2 separate regions of the Gossypium arboreum genome follow, and region 1 is linked to region 2. The links are chromatin contacts, called in public Hi-C maps. All regions are on one chromosome and are shown on one strand. The core of a region is the stretch at or near the end of the contact, and the rest is flanking DNA. Distances in the headings are between cores, read along the strand shown. Region 1 holds the start of LOC108465500 (shikimate kinase 1, chloroplastic-like). Region 2 holds the start of LOC108476799.

Region 1 (4,111 bases), core at 401-2,900, 740 kb before region 2:
TGGCTCAACCTCTAGTGACTTATTCTGCAAATTTTATTCACATAATGTAAGATACAGCAGCAGAACAAATCTCAGATGCAGCACAAGTTAGCTTCTCTTTCCAGTGTTTGAGGCCTTAACTAAAAACTAAAATATCACTGGAAATAGATGCCAAAACACTAAATGGAAGAGATTAAAAAAAAAAAAAGGAGGTATCTAATCACCATATCATACTTTATAAACCAAAGATTAAAATAATTACAGGGAATTTTATCATACCTTTAACATTAAAGCTTCATCAAAAGGTGCATGAATGCTTCCAGTTTCCATTGTTGAAGCTGCGAAATAACATTTTAAAACATAACAACATAGGGATCAATCATATGTGTGATAAAATTTTAAATTCTCAAGAACAATTTAGCCACCTAGGGTCTGAGTAGTACTGCTCTCACTTTGGATAATCTCAACATGAACAAAACATGCTAGTTTCATCCTATGGTAAAACAACATGAAATTCAACCAAGATTAAATGGTACAACTTAGCAGAAAAGTGAGAACATGAAAGGAGACTGACATTTGACAGAAGGCATAGACAAAATGATTTCTGATCTATGCTCCAAGTATTACAAATGGTTATATTAGGAAATTTAATAAAACCCCGCGTCATATCCGCACATCAAAAAACAATGGAATTTACTATCAGGTCAATAGTAAATTTATAGTGTTATGTGCAAAAGTAGCCAAAGTTTCTTTCCTGTCTATTTTCCTTTAAAACGTTGCTATTCTTTTATTCCAATTTTACCTTAAATTTTCGCAATCCAACATATCATTAAAAAGATTGGAAAGAGAGAGGACTTTAATAAATGAATCAATTGTACAAAAATGATAAACGAAATTACAACAGTCATAAAATTGGCATATCAATTTTGTTTCACCTGAAAAGTTCGTATAGGAAGAGCAGGAAACCTCCAAAGAAACTGATCTATGTCGATTGGAAGATGTCTGAACCGGAAAGCGGGCCGAAACAACCACCCGGGTCTTGTGTTCTTGCTTTGCTATCCGACCGAACCGCAAAGAACCAGTCGATTTTCTCCCAAACCTTTCCGACTCAATCCATGTCGGATAATTCCACTTGCATGCAACTCCTGCCTCCATTTTCAGCTTTCAACCGCCCCCGATTCAATAAAATTTTCAAAAATAAAAATTCTCAGTTTTTCTTTTACTAATTAATTCAAGAGAAATTTATGCAGAAATTAGTTAATAATAAAGCTAATTAAACTTTAACAACAGAAATTTCAAGCAAAACTTATGAACTTACCTCGATTAATTAATAAAGATAAAATGAAATTCGTGAAGGGATATTGCTCTCTGACTTTGTATTAAAGCAGAGAAGGCTCGTTTATCATAATCTATTACTGTAATATCTTTAGAAATGCAGTTTGCTCTTTCTGGCAGGGATCATTTTAAAGCGGCGACTGGAGTATGGAAACTGTATACAAATTTTATATATACCTCTATTATATTTAAACAGTGAAACAATGATGACGTGGAAGCAAGGGCATTCCCACCAACCAATTCCCCCCGGCAAGGAGGGGTTGGTAGCAAGCATTCAGAGGAAGAAGGTGAGGTGAGGGGTTGCTTTCGTACGCTCATTCTTGGGGTAGTTGTTATTCACTCTCCTGCTGCCACGTTTTTAATTTCATAAATTACTGTTTTTGTGGTCAGAAATCTACAAATAAATAATACAATTTATTTTAATCAATATTATATATAAATGTTTTTATGTTTTTTTACTTAAATAACAATCAAAATAAAAAAAATTATCACCATTTTACTAAGGCTTCGTTTGGGGCGGCGGTGCGGTGCGTTTAGCTTACTTTTTATCTCATGCTACAGTATCGCTACAGTATCTAATCTCACTGCCACCGCTGTTTTTACACTAACCGCAGGTAAACGCACCGCCCATCCAAACTCACCCTAAGAAAGGCATTTTCCTATTTTATTTACAAAAATAGGTCATTTTATTTATTATTTATCGGAATGGGTTAAAAATACAAAAGCACGTCTACGTAAAAGTGTTTTAAGGGAAAATTCCAGCAAAACGCGTCCTTTAGGGAGCGCTTTTGCCATGTCAGGAAAACGCGTCCTCCCTTATGGGCGTGTTTTAGCCTGTGTTTTTTACCCCTAACGGTCATCCAAACAATCATTTAAAATTTTGATCGTTGGGGGTCCAACAGTAAAAAAATATATATATATATAAAACCCCTTCCTATTTTTTTACACAAACATTTCTTCCAAAATTCTCAAAAAAGCTCTCCAATTTCTCCTTAAATTTCTCAAAGCTCTCTTTACTTAACTATTTCCTTTAATTTTTTTCTAAATTAGTATTCTTTTTTTTATAATTTCTAAGATATTTGATCGTGTTAGCAATAGCCGGGGAATTAATTCATCTAGATCATAAACATATCTCCGTCGAACAAATGAAAACAGTAAGGGTTAATTTCAATTTTTGAATATTATTTAATATTTTTTCATTTATGTAATTTTAATTAATTTTTTTTATAATTTTTATAATAGTCTGTAAATCGGATGTTACATGTTATATTCGTAATATGTCTGGTCCTCCATCACCGTTGATAGAAAATTACTTCAGAAAAGTGGGTTTTCGGCACGTGGCCAATATAGATCGGGGGCACAAGTTGGATTCGAAACTCATCAACGCGTTCATAGAGAGGTGGAGTGTAACAGCCCGATTTTAGGGTTAGTCGGAACAGTGGTTTCAAGACCACGAATCCGACGTAGAAAGATTCATTTTTATTATATTTTTATGGTCTATAGTTTTATGGAACTATTCTATGAAAATCTTGTTCGAAAATTTTGACATTTGGGCACTCAATTTAGCCAAAAGAACTAAATTGTAAAAAGTGAAAAAGTTGAGTTCTACATGCTAAAGATGTCCAATTGCTATGAGATTTTAAATTAGAGGTCCTTATATGATAATTAGACCATTTGTTAAGTTAGTGGACAAAAATGGACATGGTGAGATAAAATTTTAAAGAAAGGCATTAAGGGTATTTTGGTCATTTGGTAAATAAAAGAATAAAAAGGGAAAATCAAGTCAAAATTTGCTCATCTTTCTTCTACCTTGGCCGAATTTCATAAGAACTCCATAGCTAGGGTTTCTTCAACTTTCAAGCTTGATTATAAATACATCCTAGCCCTGTTTTTAATGCTCTTTACATTTTTTAAGTCCTCGTAACCCGATTTACCTATTTCTACCATTATTTTGAAGTAGGGTTCATGTTTAAAAATTTACCCATGTGTGACATGCTTGTATTTTGATGTTTGATGGAAGATATTGTATGTTTAAAGTGTGATAAACAACTTTTACTAAGTGATTTTTTAGTAAAAATGCATAAAAAGGACTTATTTGTAAAAGTTGTAAAAATGAGTAGCAGAAATGTGATTTGATGAAAAATGTGGGCTATTATGAGCATGAATTAGGTTTGGCTACACTTGGGTAACAAAGAAAATGTATACATTTCATTTTACGAGCCTAAAGACTAAAATTGTGAATAAGTAAAAGTTTAGGGGCAAAAAATGTAATTTTGTCATAAGTTGATTTATGGACAGCATTGAGTAATGTGATAATTAAATAAGTTAAAATTTCTATTATATATATTAAGAAAAACGAAGTTCGGACCTTGATCGGGGGAAGAACAAGGTTATTGACGATTAGGTCCATTCTTACTATTTTGTACCAATGTGAGTTTGTGTGTAAATAATGCAATGTTATATTATGTATTTAATGCTTAATATTGCATAAATCGTACAATTGTTTCTATGGAAATATTCAATGAAGTTTTGACGATGAGAAAATCCCGGTTGAACCTTATGAATAATTTAGGATACAAGTGACATGTCACTAGGAAACCATGTGTTATGTGATCTATGTGAATCCGGGTGCTGGTCATGTACGTCCTACTAGTGGCTGGGTAGTCTGGCATGTGTTACAGATACCTGACAACTTGTGTGAGCAACTCGTGTAGTTATGTCTTGACTGACAGCTTGTATGAGCAGGCTCGTGATTAGCTCGTGCGTGAGCCCATGTGTTATGAGATATGAGATAGCA
Region 2 (3,785 bases), core at 883-3,382:
GGTGGAAGAAGAGTTTAAGGAAAGCATGACTATGGCAAGGAGATCATAACTATCCGCCAAAATGTTGAATGTGGTAAGGATAAAGGTGAAAGCCAAATGTGGAATGAGGCATGGACAAAGACCCAAGGAGAATTTAAAGAAGATAGGCTGGGCGAGAGCTGACCTTGTTATAGAAATGTAAGACATGAGATTATCCAAGGATCACAAGATAGGATTCACAATCATGAGCCACCAAATAGGCTGCAATGAAGGGGTATGAGAGAAGTGAGATGACAAGCTCATATAGTTATAGGGGCAACAACTTGTTAGTTTCGCAAGTTAGATCGCCTTTCACTTATGGGTAGAAAAATACCCAAGAAAGGTCTGGTACGAGAAGTGGATTTTTGAAAGTAATCCCCTTGCTCTAAACAATAAGGCGGAATGAGGATGGGTTCGCCAAAGTGGTGAGTCTTGCTGAAGGTCAGCACCATATAAAAAAGTTGATGAGTTCTTCTGGACTAGGTATGAAAAGAAAGAGTTTGCTAAGGATTAGTCAAACCATAGAAAGCCACTAAGTATTGGTACGAACAAGTCTGCTAAGGAAGGAATGTCCTAAGAATCTTTGGATGGATAGTTGAAAAGGATACCAAAGGGGTTGATCATAGGAAACCGACGAACAACCAGGTCAATTTAATATCAATGAACACTCGTGTGAGGGGGAAAGAGTAAGGAAAGAAATATGAGAAGTAAGGAATGAATTTGTCGAGATATCGAAGTGTCAGGGATACAGTCGAGCAAAGAATTCGACTAGAGGAAGGTTTCATAGCAAGCCAAGTAGCTCGAAGGATTGGATGGAGCCCGCCACCCTAACAAGGTAAACTTGTCATAAGTGAACAGGGAGTAAATTTATATTTAATTTATTTTACGATTGTTTACCCTTCTGTGATAGGGTTAATCATGATCGGTATAGGAACTCACTAAGTTCAATCGAACTTACGAAGTTAACTAATGTTCGCAGGACTTGTGAGGGTGATCGAGGACTCAGAGGAGGAACTAAACCAGGTAAAGTGAAGATCAAGGATCATTGTTGGATCGAGTCATGCACATAGGAAAAGGATACAATTGGAGGCTTCCCCATAGGATTATTAACGATGAAGCCCGATAGCACAATTAGAATCTGGATTTTAGGACACATAGTCCTTAGTTAAGGTTTAAGATTTGTAAAATGGCCATTGTAAATAAAAAATCATATTAGAGATAAGAATATAAGAGACTAAGCATTTGGTGGCTTAAGGCCTTAGTTATAAGAACTATTATTTTTAAATTTTATAATTTTAATTTAGACTGTTTTATAGCAGTTAAGCTAGCAATTATTAAGCATAGGTCCATTTGTGACGCTCCATACCCGGATCCGACAAACGGGTCGAGCATGGCGTGTTACACGTGGAAAACATGTTGGCATTTAGTGATACTATTTGTCATATGATACTTCCATCACATCTTTAATATCAAATAACAACATAATAATTAAAATGTTACAAATCGATAATGTTACTGAAATTAAATTTTGGTGACCAAAACTTAGTTTAAACTAGATGTGTTCATGGGTCGAATCGGGTCAGATTTAGGTTGGATCTAAGCATGATATTAATATACTTTATACTTGTCCAAGCTTGGCCCAGCCCGAAATATGGGCCTAGAATTTTGCTAAAATTTTACCCAAACCCGCTCATATTTCTAAAAGATTAACCCAAGTCTATTTTAAGTCCGTCCATATTATATTTTAAAAATATTTCTATTATATTATTTTAATATTAATATTTTTTATTTATTAAAATTTTTATGTAATCATCTTAACATTATTTTAATGTTTAAAGTAATATTATATATTTAGTATAAATTTATTTTTAATGCATTATAAATAACATAATATAAAATATTATAATCTTAAAAATAGATCAAATTTATTTAAACCTTAAACAATCAAGCTCGAATCTAACTTGTATTTTAAAAAGAGTTAATTTTTTTAAATTTTTTATCAAACTTTAATATTTTTACCAATTTTTTTTTAAAATCTGGACGTGCGCTGGAGGAGTAACTTACCCAATAAGTCTAATTTAAATAATGCATAAATCACTATTTTTTTTAGTTTAACCAAACTTATATATCTCTAACATTTCCCGACTCACTCCCATCTCATACTTTCTCTCCCTCTCTGTTGACTTGGTTGTGGAGAAACCTTTTTTTTTTTTTTCGAAGGCATCAGTTTACATCGCTATTTGAAAGCTTGATGAGTAGGGTTGTGCTAGGCTTGCCAGGGCCATGGGCTGAGGATAACCGTGAGCCCTCTGATCATTACACTACCAAAATTGGTGGACTTCCTGTATTTCTCCTTCTCCCTCTTTTCATCTTCATATGTATTCATGTCCTCTGCTAGTTCAAGCCCTTCAGCTGAGTAAATCAATCTTTGTGGGTTTTCAAGCAAAGCATGAAGAAGGCTATCTACAAACACATGGGTTAATGTAGTTCGGATTTTGGGTCGTCTTTTGATCCTTAAATTAGTGTGGGTTCGGAGGATATTTAAAGCTTTTGTGCTCCCTCACTTGCCTTCAGCCTTTTCCTTAGACATCTACTCAGCTAAACCTAGCAGAGGACATTTGTTTTTTTTTTTTCTGGGTTATGTTTTTCTATACCTTCAACTTTGTTCTTTTAACAGGATTGGCCTCTTCCTATAGAGGCTTTGAAGTTCAACCCTACACTTATTCACTGCACACAATGTGGAAGTAAACTCTGTCTTGTTGCTCAGGTTTTTCTTATTCTAACTCTAATGCATTTTCTTCCTGTTATTGTCGACAAAACTTTTAACATTTGAATCCAATAAATTATATTATTTGGCTAAATTCCTGTTAAGGTTTATGCTCCAGTTTCAAGTGGAACTTTGAACGTAGAAGACCGTCTACTTCTTGTTTTTGGTTGTGTGGCACCAAATTGTGGTAGCTCTTCTCTCAGGTTGTTTCTCTGATTTGTCTGTTTGACCCTTGTTTATCATTGAAACATGATTCTTTTAACTGCATAGGTGTTATGTTCTCTTTTAGTCAGTGTTGTCAAGGCGTGTTCTTAGGTGCGCCTGCGGCACTGGACAGCAAAATCGCCTTAGACCCTTTCAGGAAAAGTCCATTTAATCAGGTGCACACCTACTGCACGTAGGCACCTATTTTTGTAAGGCGATAGCCATTAAAAAAGCGTTCCTAATTGAAGTTATCCTTAATTTCTTTTAATTTTCACTTTTTTTCGTTAGATATGCCTTAGTAAAAAGAGGATAGTACCAGACTCTAATACTTCTTAATATTTGAGTATTCAACAATAGACATTGACCATAAGGAAATCAAGTATATTGACCAATAAAAAAAATGCATGTTTTGTAGATAAACTAGACCAGACTTTAGAGTTTATTATAAATCTCAAGCTTTATATTACATATAAAAGTTCACACATTTACATATTGCACATTACTTTTCTTAGGCTAGTGCTTTTTTTTGCCTTGTGCGTTGCGCCTAAGGCAAAGTTAACTAGTGCTTATAATGCACCTTGTGCCAATCACACACCAGTGCTTGTAGTATGAGAATAATGGCTACTTAGATGTATACTTTAATTAATGAAATATAATTATATAGTTGGCGAGCTCTTCGGATTCAGAAAGTGGAAAATGAATCAAAGGAATCATCCTCCGCTGCTACTCTGGATAAAGCTCCTTCAGCTTCATCTCTTGTTTCTGTTCCAAAAACTAACTGGTGGGAGAATTTGAG

What was found. Hi-C and Micro-C count contacts between places; a contact is called where the count stands out from the background.
Region 1: a contact with region 2 is called in a Hi-C map of leaf, with 4 times the contacts expected there. The contact joins the promoter of LOC108465500 here to the promoter of LOC108476799 in region 2. A contact is called at or near these places in 3 of 5 Hi-C or Micro-C datasets (all in leaf).

The regions. Positions count from the first base shown.
Region 1 is chr11:68,717,307-68,721,417 of ASM2569848v2, reverse strand. It overlaps LOC108465500 (shikimate kinase 1, chloroplastic-like), which reads right to left and starts at 1,650. Exons shown (of 11, transcript XM_053021917.1): 1 at 1,299-1,650; 2 at 915-1,154; 3 at 259-317; 4 at 1-24. The coding sequence starts at 1,134.
Region 2 is chr11:67,978,270-67,982,054 of ASM2569848v2, reverse strand. LOC108476799 reads left to right here and starts at 2,132. Exons shown (of 7, transcript XM_017779133.2): 1 at 2,132-2,362; 2 at 2,696-2,785; 3 at 2,891-2,988; 4 at 3,654-3,785. The coding sequence starts at 2,270.